Regions from separate parts of the Pan troglodytes genome. Here region 1 is linked to region 2. Evidence: chromatin contacts called from public Hi-C data. All regions are on one chromosome and are shown on one strand. Each heading gives the region's core, a stretch centred on a gene start, on an enhancer-like site or on the middle of the called end of the contact. The rest is flanking DNA. Distances are from core to core; before and after follow the strand shown. Region 1 has its middle 240 kb from the start of INHBA. Region 2 has its middle 120 kb from the start of GLI3.

Evidence for each region. Hi-C and Micro-C count contacts between places; a contact is called where the count stands out from the background.
Region 1: a Hi-C map of induced pluripotent stem cells shows a contact between it and region 2, with 2.1 times the contacts expected there. The contact joins two enhancer-like sites. A contact is called at or near these places in 2 of 7 Hi-C or Micro-C datasets (induced pluripotent stem cells and stem cell-derived neural progenitor cells).

What each region holds. Positions count from the first base shown.
Region 1 is chr6:47,442,926-47,446,305 of NHGRI_mPanTro3-v2.0_pri, forward strand. No RefSeq gene overlaps it. Among named protein-coding and RNA genes, the nearest start is that of INHBA, 240 kb to the right of the region's middle. Within about 2 kb of position 1,831, at least 7 of the 24 cell types and tissues checked have an H3K27ac peak or open chromatin away from gene starts, as enhancers often do. A contact at or near this core is called in induced pluripotent stem cells, where this site is marked.
Region 2 is chr6:47,041,899-47,045,139 of NHGRI_mPanTro3-v2.0_pri, forward strand. No RefSeq gene overlaps it. Among named protein-coding and RNA genes, the nearest start is that of GLI3, 120 kb to the right of the region's middle. Within about 2 kb of position 1,438, at least 1 of the 24 cell types and tissues checked has an H3K27ac peak or open chromatin away from gene starts, as enhancers often do. A contact at or near this core is called in induced pluripotent stem cells, where this site is marked.

The DNA.
Region 1 (3,380 bases), core at 581-3,080, 400 kb after region 2:
CCAGCCTGAGTGACAGAGTGAGACTCCATCTCAGAAAAAAAAAAAAGAAAAAAGAAAAAGAAAAGAAACCTCAGAGTCATCCGGGTATGGCTGCATGTATTTGCATTTACAGTGACTGATGCTGAGTTCCTGGCTATAGGAGTATTCCATTTTATGGAATACTCCTGGATACTGCACTCACAGACTCTACTGTAAACTGAACACATTTATATTATATCTCTAATCTCTATTCTCACAATAGTCTTACTAGTATTACCACCACTTTAAAAATGGAGAGAGAGAGAAAGAGAAAGTGTGTGTGTTACCTTTCTGAAATCACTCAGCTAGCAAGTGCGAGAACGGGGATCCCAACCCTCACCACTTCTCCACATTCCTTGTTTTGCTAATCAAGATGTATGACCCTGTTTGGGGTTAGGCACAGTGGCTCAAGCCTCTAATCCCAGCACTTTGGGATGCCAAGGAGGGTGGATCACCTGAGCTCAGGAGTTTGAAACCAGCCTGGCCAACATGGTAAAACCCCATCTGTACTAAAAATACAAACATTGGCTGAGAGTGGTTGTGCACACCTGTAAATCCGAGCACTTTGAGAGGCTGAGATAGGCAGATCACATGAGGTTAGGAGTACGAGACCAGCCTAGCCAACATGGTGAAACTGCGTCTCTACTAAAAATATAAAAATTAGCCGGGCGTGGTGGTGCACCTGTAATCTCAACTACTCAGGAGGCTGAGGCAGGAGAATCGCTTGGACCCGGGAGGCAGAGGTTGCAGTGAGCTGAGATTGTGCCACTGAACTCCAGCCTGAGTGACGGAGTGAGACTATGTTTCAAAAAAAAAGATGTTATGACATTGTTTGGGTCATAATCAGTCACAGAGAAACATAGTGGCAAAATCCCAGTCTCTGAGTTCCAAGGCAGAGAATATGTGAGTTTACTCAGAGATGACAATTTAAGATTGCCTCTTCCTTAGCTCTGGGACCTCAGGCAAGTTTATGTATCTGTGCCTCAGTGTCCTCATCTGTCCAGATGACTGAATCATTGTGAGCAGGAGATGAGTTAAGTCTTGCAGTGTTTGCAGGCACCAGGGAGGTGGCACAGGTTATAATTAACAGTTCAGACATCAGGGAAGGGTTCCAAGAACATGAGTTAAACACTGACTAGGGAGGGGCCCTTTCAGAAGAGGAAGAGGTGGAGAGGAAGGTACAAGAGACAGTATGAGGTGGGAGAGTGGACCTCTGTAGATGAGGGTCAGGAAGGAGGTTGACGGGATGTACATAAGGCACTGGCAGGAATGAAAACTCGGGGTGAAGGTGCATAGGCCCCAAACACCCCATGAAGGAGTCTGGGCTTTGCCCTGGAGGACCAGAGCTGGAGGGGACACACCAGGGGGGCCAGTGGGTGTGCTTTTTGGAGAAAATTTTAGAAGAAGAGGGAGGAGGCCAGAAGTCAACGATGCCTGGTCTAGAAGTCATAGCTTCTGTGAACGAGGAAGTCTCATAGGCAAAAGAACAGGCCTGGTCTTATGGGGTTCTGGGTCCAAAGGCCAGACCTGTTGCAAAGTGTCAGCAAGAGAAAAATTCCTGGCCCTCTCCTGCCAGCTCTAGCTCCCCCTGTCAATGAGAGAAAGAACAGGCCTATTCCAGAACACTCAGCCATCAGGCACAATCTCCAAGACTTGACTGTCCACTGCCCTCCTTCCCTCCCTCCACACTCCCCTCACCACACTTGTGGAGGGCCTGGGGATTAATGCCCAGTTTGCAGGGCATTTAATAGTGGCTTCTCAGCCGGCGGAGCTGCAAACGCGTCCAACAGCCCCTTCAGCCCATGCTGCTGCTGCCACCGCGTGGTGCAGGCGGGGAATGACTGCGCACCGTCCCTGTTCAGCGGGAGCACCGGAGCCCATCTCCACCTCCGTTGTCTGCGCTGAAGAGGAAAGAACCACGTGGATTCAGTACGGGGAATGTTTCTTGTTTAGGAACTGTAATATAGGGATTGGACACTAGCTAAAAAAGAGCATCTTTGGAGATGGGGGGTATCAAACAGTTCAAATATGCTTGGGATTCATCAATATGAGACTTGGAGAAACATCTCTGTGGCCACTGCTGTGGCTTTCTTGGATCTGAACCAGACACTGCCTTTGTTTTTTACTACATATAAGCCAGAGGGAGTCCTGGGCTGCCTGAGCTGGGGAGGCGGGTGCGGTGACAGCAGCGCCCCTGCAGACTGAGCCTGCGAGTCCCACGCGTGAAGCCCACGCGTGAAGCCCGCGGGGTGCGCCGGGTTGTGCGGGCCATGGCAGCTCCCAGCCCCTCCACACATCGGGTCGGCCACTTCCCTGCGGGGACAGAATCCAGCATTTTTTCAACTGTCCTAGTCTATGTATAATTCCGTTTGTCTTTTGAAAGCAGTTGTTTATTTTGAAAGGCACAAGCGGAATGCCTTACATCAGCGCCCCTTGACCCGGAGGTAGGAGGAGCGTGAGAGGAGCCACAGGGTGGACTTTAAACCACACCGATGTGCTTGAGTCACGGGTCCTCGGGTAGCAAGTGGCTCTGCACAAGTTGTTGAACTTTTGAATTTTTTATTTTGACAGAGTCTCACTATGTCCCCCAGGCTGGTGTGCAATGGCACGATCTCGGCTCGCTGCAACCTCCGTCTCCCCGGCTCAAGCAATTCTCCTGCCTCAGCCTCCAGAGTAGCTAGGATTACAGGCGCCCCCCACCAAGCCCAGCTACTTTTTTGTAGTTTTAGTAGAGATGGGGTTTCACCATGTTGGCCAGGCTGGTCTCAAACTTCTGACCTCAAGTGATTCGCCTGCTTCAGGCTCCCAAAGTGCTAGGATTATCGGTGTGAGCCACCACGCCCGGCCAGTTGTTGAACTCTCTATGAGCCTCTGTTTCCTCATCTGTGGAATGTGTCCTAGTCTATGTAGTAGATTAGTCTCTCTTGTAGAGGAGTCCAAATCATCAAGGGCGGTGTGTTTGCCTTTCATTTTACCCCACTCCAGACCACTCAGCAGGGCCCCCTTCTTGTTACTCCCTTTAACTATTGCAGCGAGTTAGGCAGTGACCCTTATATTCATGTCCGGGCAATCACTTCAAACATGGATATAGATGAACTCTGTGCCAAAAGAAGCATGTAACTGATTGCCCCCCAAAAGGAGAGGGCCAGGGCTGGTCATAGCGATGACCATGTGCCCAGAGGTCTTAGCGTGTGCCCCAGAGGAGGCTCCAAAATGAGGAAATGAGGGATCTGAAGGGCGGAAGGGAAGAGAGGTTCAGGCAGGTGTCCAATGCTATCTGCCTGGTCAGTGACAGAGCCTGGACTGTGTGAAGGCAGATCCCATGCGTCTACCACTCACTGGCTGCCTCCAGCGGAAAGCAG
Region 2 (3,241 bases), core at 188-2,687:
AAAAAGAAAAAAGGAAACAAAAGGTCGCAATTCAGCTACCATGAATTCCACTTCCAGCATCACACCTGTTAGTGCATATCTTTCTTAGCATATTCCCTTGTGGTCCTAGAACAAAATGACAAAACTACTACTAGGTCTTACAAACAAACTCTGGTGAGCAAAGCCACCAAGTTCCTGGCACTAACAGTTTTCAGGTATTCCTTTTGACCAATATAAATGTGGTTTTAAAAATTCTATATGTATATATTGAAAATATAGGCTTGCATATTCAAAGAGATAGACCTGTGCTTCCTAACATGCCAACCACAACATCATGTAGCTTTTTGCATATAAATCTAATTGCAATTACATTATACTAACAGTTCAATTCTTCAATCACACTGCCCACATTTCAAGAGTTCAATAGTTACAAACGGCTAGTAGAAATTAGCATAGCTACAGAACATTTTCATCATCGCAGAGAGTTCTGTTGGATGATATTGGTCTAAAAGGATATAACCCACATTAATAGTAGTAGCTGTCACTAGAAATTGAGATCAAAGGGTAGTAGAAAGGGAGTTACTAGTTTTTTTAGTTTGTGTTTCTTCAGTTTTTTTTTTTTTTTCAGAGTGTGGTTTACTTTTTTTTAACATGAAAACCATGGAAAACTTGAAGTATTGGCTGGAAATCTTTAAACTAAATATATTTTGGGGCCACATTTGGTCAGTGTGCACATGTATTTAGGAATTAAGTTATGAAATATTTAATTGAAATATTATGAAATTCATTCACATGAACACTGTTCCATAATCAAAGCAAAATCATTCTCACTGTTTTTTTTTCACATTTATAGATAAAGGAAAGGAAAAACATGAACTTCAAAAGTACATCTCCAAGTCGACTTAAGTTTAGCTTAATTTAATAAACACATATGGAGCTTCTATAGTGGTCAGGCCCTATGTTAGGTACTGGAGGAAAAGGATAAACATAACCCTCCAAGAGCTTACAGTCTAGTAGGAAGACAGATCTATAAATAGATTATTCCAAGCCAGAGAGGCAGGTGTGATGAAAGAGCTGTGTTTAGCAATTGGTTTGGGAATTCAAGAAGGTCCATTAGCCCAGCTCTGAAGATCAGAAAAGTCACAGTTCAACTCACTTAGAAAAGAATGAGTACATCTTAATTAGGTAAAGAAGGAATACAGGGAGATTGAAGCACATGCTTGGAAAATAAGAGCAAAAGCATCTTAAACCAGAAGGGAGGTTGTGCTTTCCCCAGAGGGAGGCCAGTAGAACAAGCCACACCTCAGCTGATGGACTAATTTTCTGTGTGACTTGGGAAAGGGATGGGTGCTGCACTGTTATAGGAAACAGCAAGAGCTGTCATGTGAGACAGCCCTGGGTCTGAATCCTGGCTCCTTTGCTTCCTAGCCATTGAATATGTAAGCCACTTCACACATGCAACCCACTTCACATATGCCTAACAATACCCACCTGGCAGGATGGGGTGAGGATTGAAGGAGCTATGGTTTAGTAAGCCCAGAACACTGCTGTTCCTGATGCCCCTCAAGGCTCTATCACTTTTCTTCTTTATCACAACTATATTATTTAATAAAATGTTACTATCAACACCATCAATAACTGCCTTATACTGAGCACTTACTGAGTTCATTGTCCCTGTGCCAAGGACAATTGCAGTACCTATTTTCATCCACCTCGCAAACCCCTGAAATAAGCATTATTTTCCCCATTTTGTAGAAGAGAAAGCAGAGGCTTGGAAAGGTGAAGTAACTTTCCCAAGATCCCATGCCCATCTAGAAGCCCAGAACTTGACCAAGGCTGCAAAGCTGCAAGGCTGTCTGGCAACCTCTCTACTCTATGTTTCTCCAAATGGAGCAAATGAGAATCTTTGTGATGTGGCTGCTGATCCACATTTCAGCAGAGTTTTTGGGAAAAATTTGAACAATGAAGAATTATCATCCACAGTGTCAGTCTGTTGAAGGCCTGCACACAGGACTCTGTTTTGAAAGAACACAACGCTTTTTTAAATAATATGCCCATGCAGCTTTATTCTTTCTTAATTCCAAAGAGCGACCTTATTCAGGCAGTGTCCCTGAGCAGTTATACTCCAGCAAGCCTTGCTAGACTCCTGCTCAACCCTTCCAGCCTCCAGGGGCTCTAGGTGGCTGCAATGTGACTTTAGGAGACCAGTTCCAGACTGGAGACTCCAGTCAGTCAGATGCTGATCAAGGAATAATTTAAACAATCATCATTTAAATGATAACTGCAAGCAGTGGATCCATTCAATCATAGCCAACACATGCACATCTTCGAACCTCCAATGCCCAGCCTCATGCACTGACCCAGGCCAGGTATGGCCAAGAGCTGTTGGGCTCTGGGCCCACAAGATCTACAACCAAAGAATAAGGATGGTGCTCCTCAAGTTCAAGCACCAGTCTGTGCATAATATCTGAGTCGGCAAGACAGGGCTCAAATTGAGCTAAAATACACACTGCCCATCCCCACCCCCACCCTGCTCCTGGGCTGCCCTTTCCTGTCACCTTCCTGAGGCCCTCTGCTTCTGGCCATTTCCTTGTTTAGAGAGAGAACAGAAGGAGCTGCAAACTGGGAAATACATTTTTAATCAGTTACCAGACTCCTTTGAACTTCAACATGAGCACCCTCAAGGTGTGCTTCAAATTTAGAGTGGAAGTTGCCCAGAGAAGCCATCTGAGATAATCCAAACCAGAATGGCAGTGGCCAAGTTCACGAGTGTGTTGGTCAGGCCCCTGAGCCCTGTCTTACTGACTGAGATGTTATGCACAGACTGGTGCTTAAACTTGAGAAGTACCATCCTTACTCTTTGGTTTGCCCTGTAACTCTGGTTACAGAGGTGGGCACTCCCACTGGGTCCTTACTGGGACCAACGTAGTTCTGGGACCCCAAACCCAGTGGGTTTCTCATCTGCAAGCATGAAATTCTGATTATCATTCTTAATATTACTGTTTATTATTTGCATTCCTGTGCTAAATAATTAATCTGTGCCAGCAAGCAATGTCCTAAGACTTTACCAATAGTACCTCATTTAGCCTTCACGAAAACCTTGGAAGGTTAGGTTTCTTCATCTGTCACTGTACAAATTAGGAGACTGAGGTTCAGAGAAGTCAAATTGTCCCAGGATACACGGTGGTGAGAGGTGGGACAGGGATTACTAAGGACATGTTGGGATTATTAGGAATAAGGGCTGGAGAGCAGAAACCTGGCT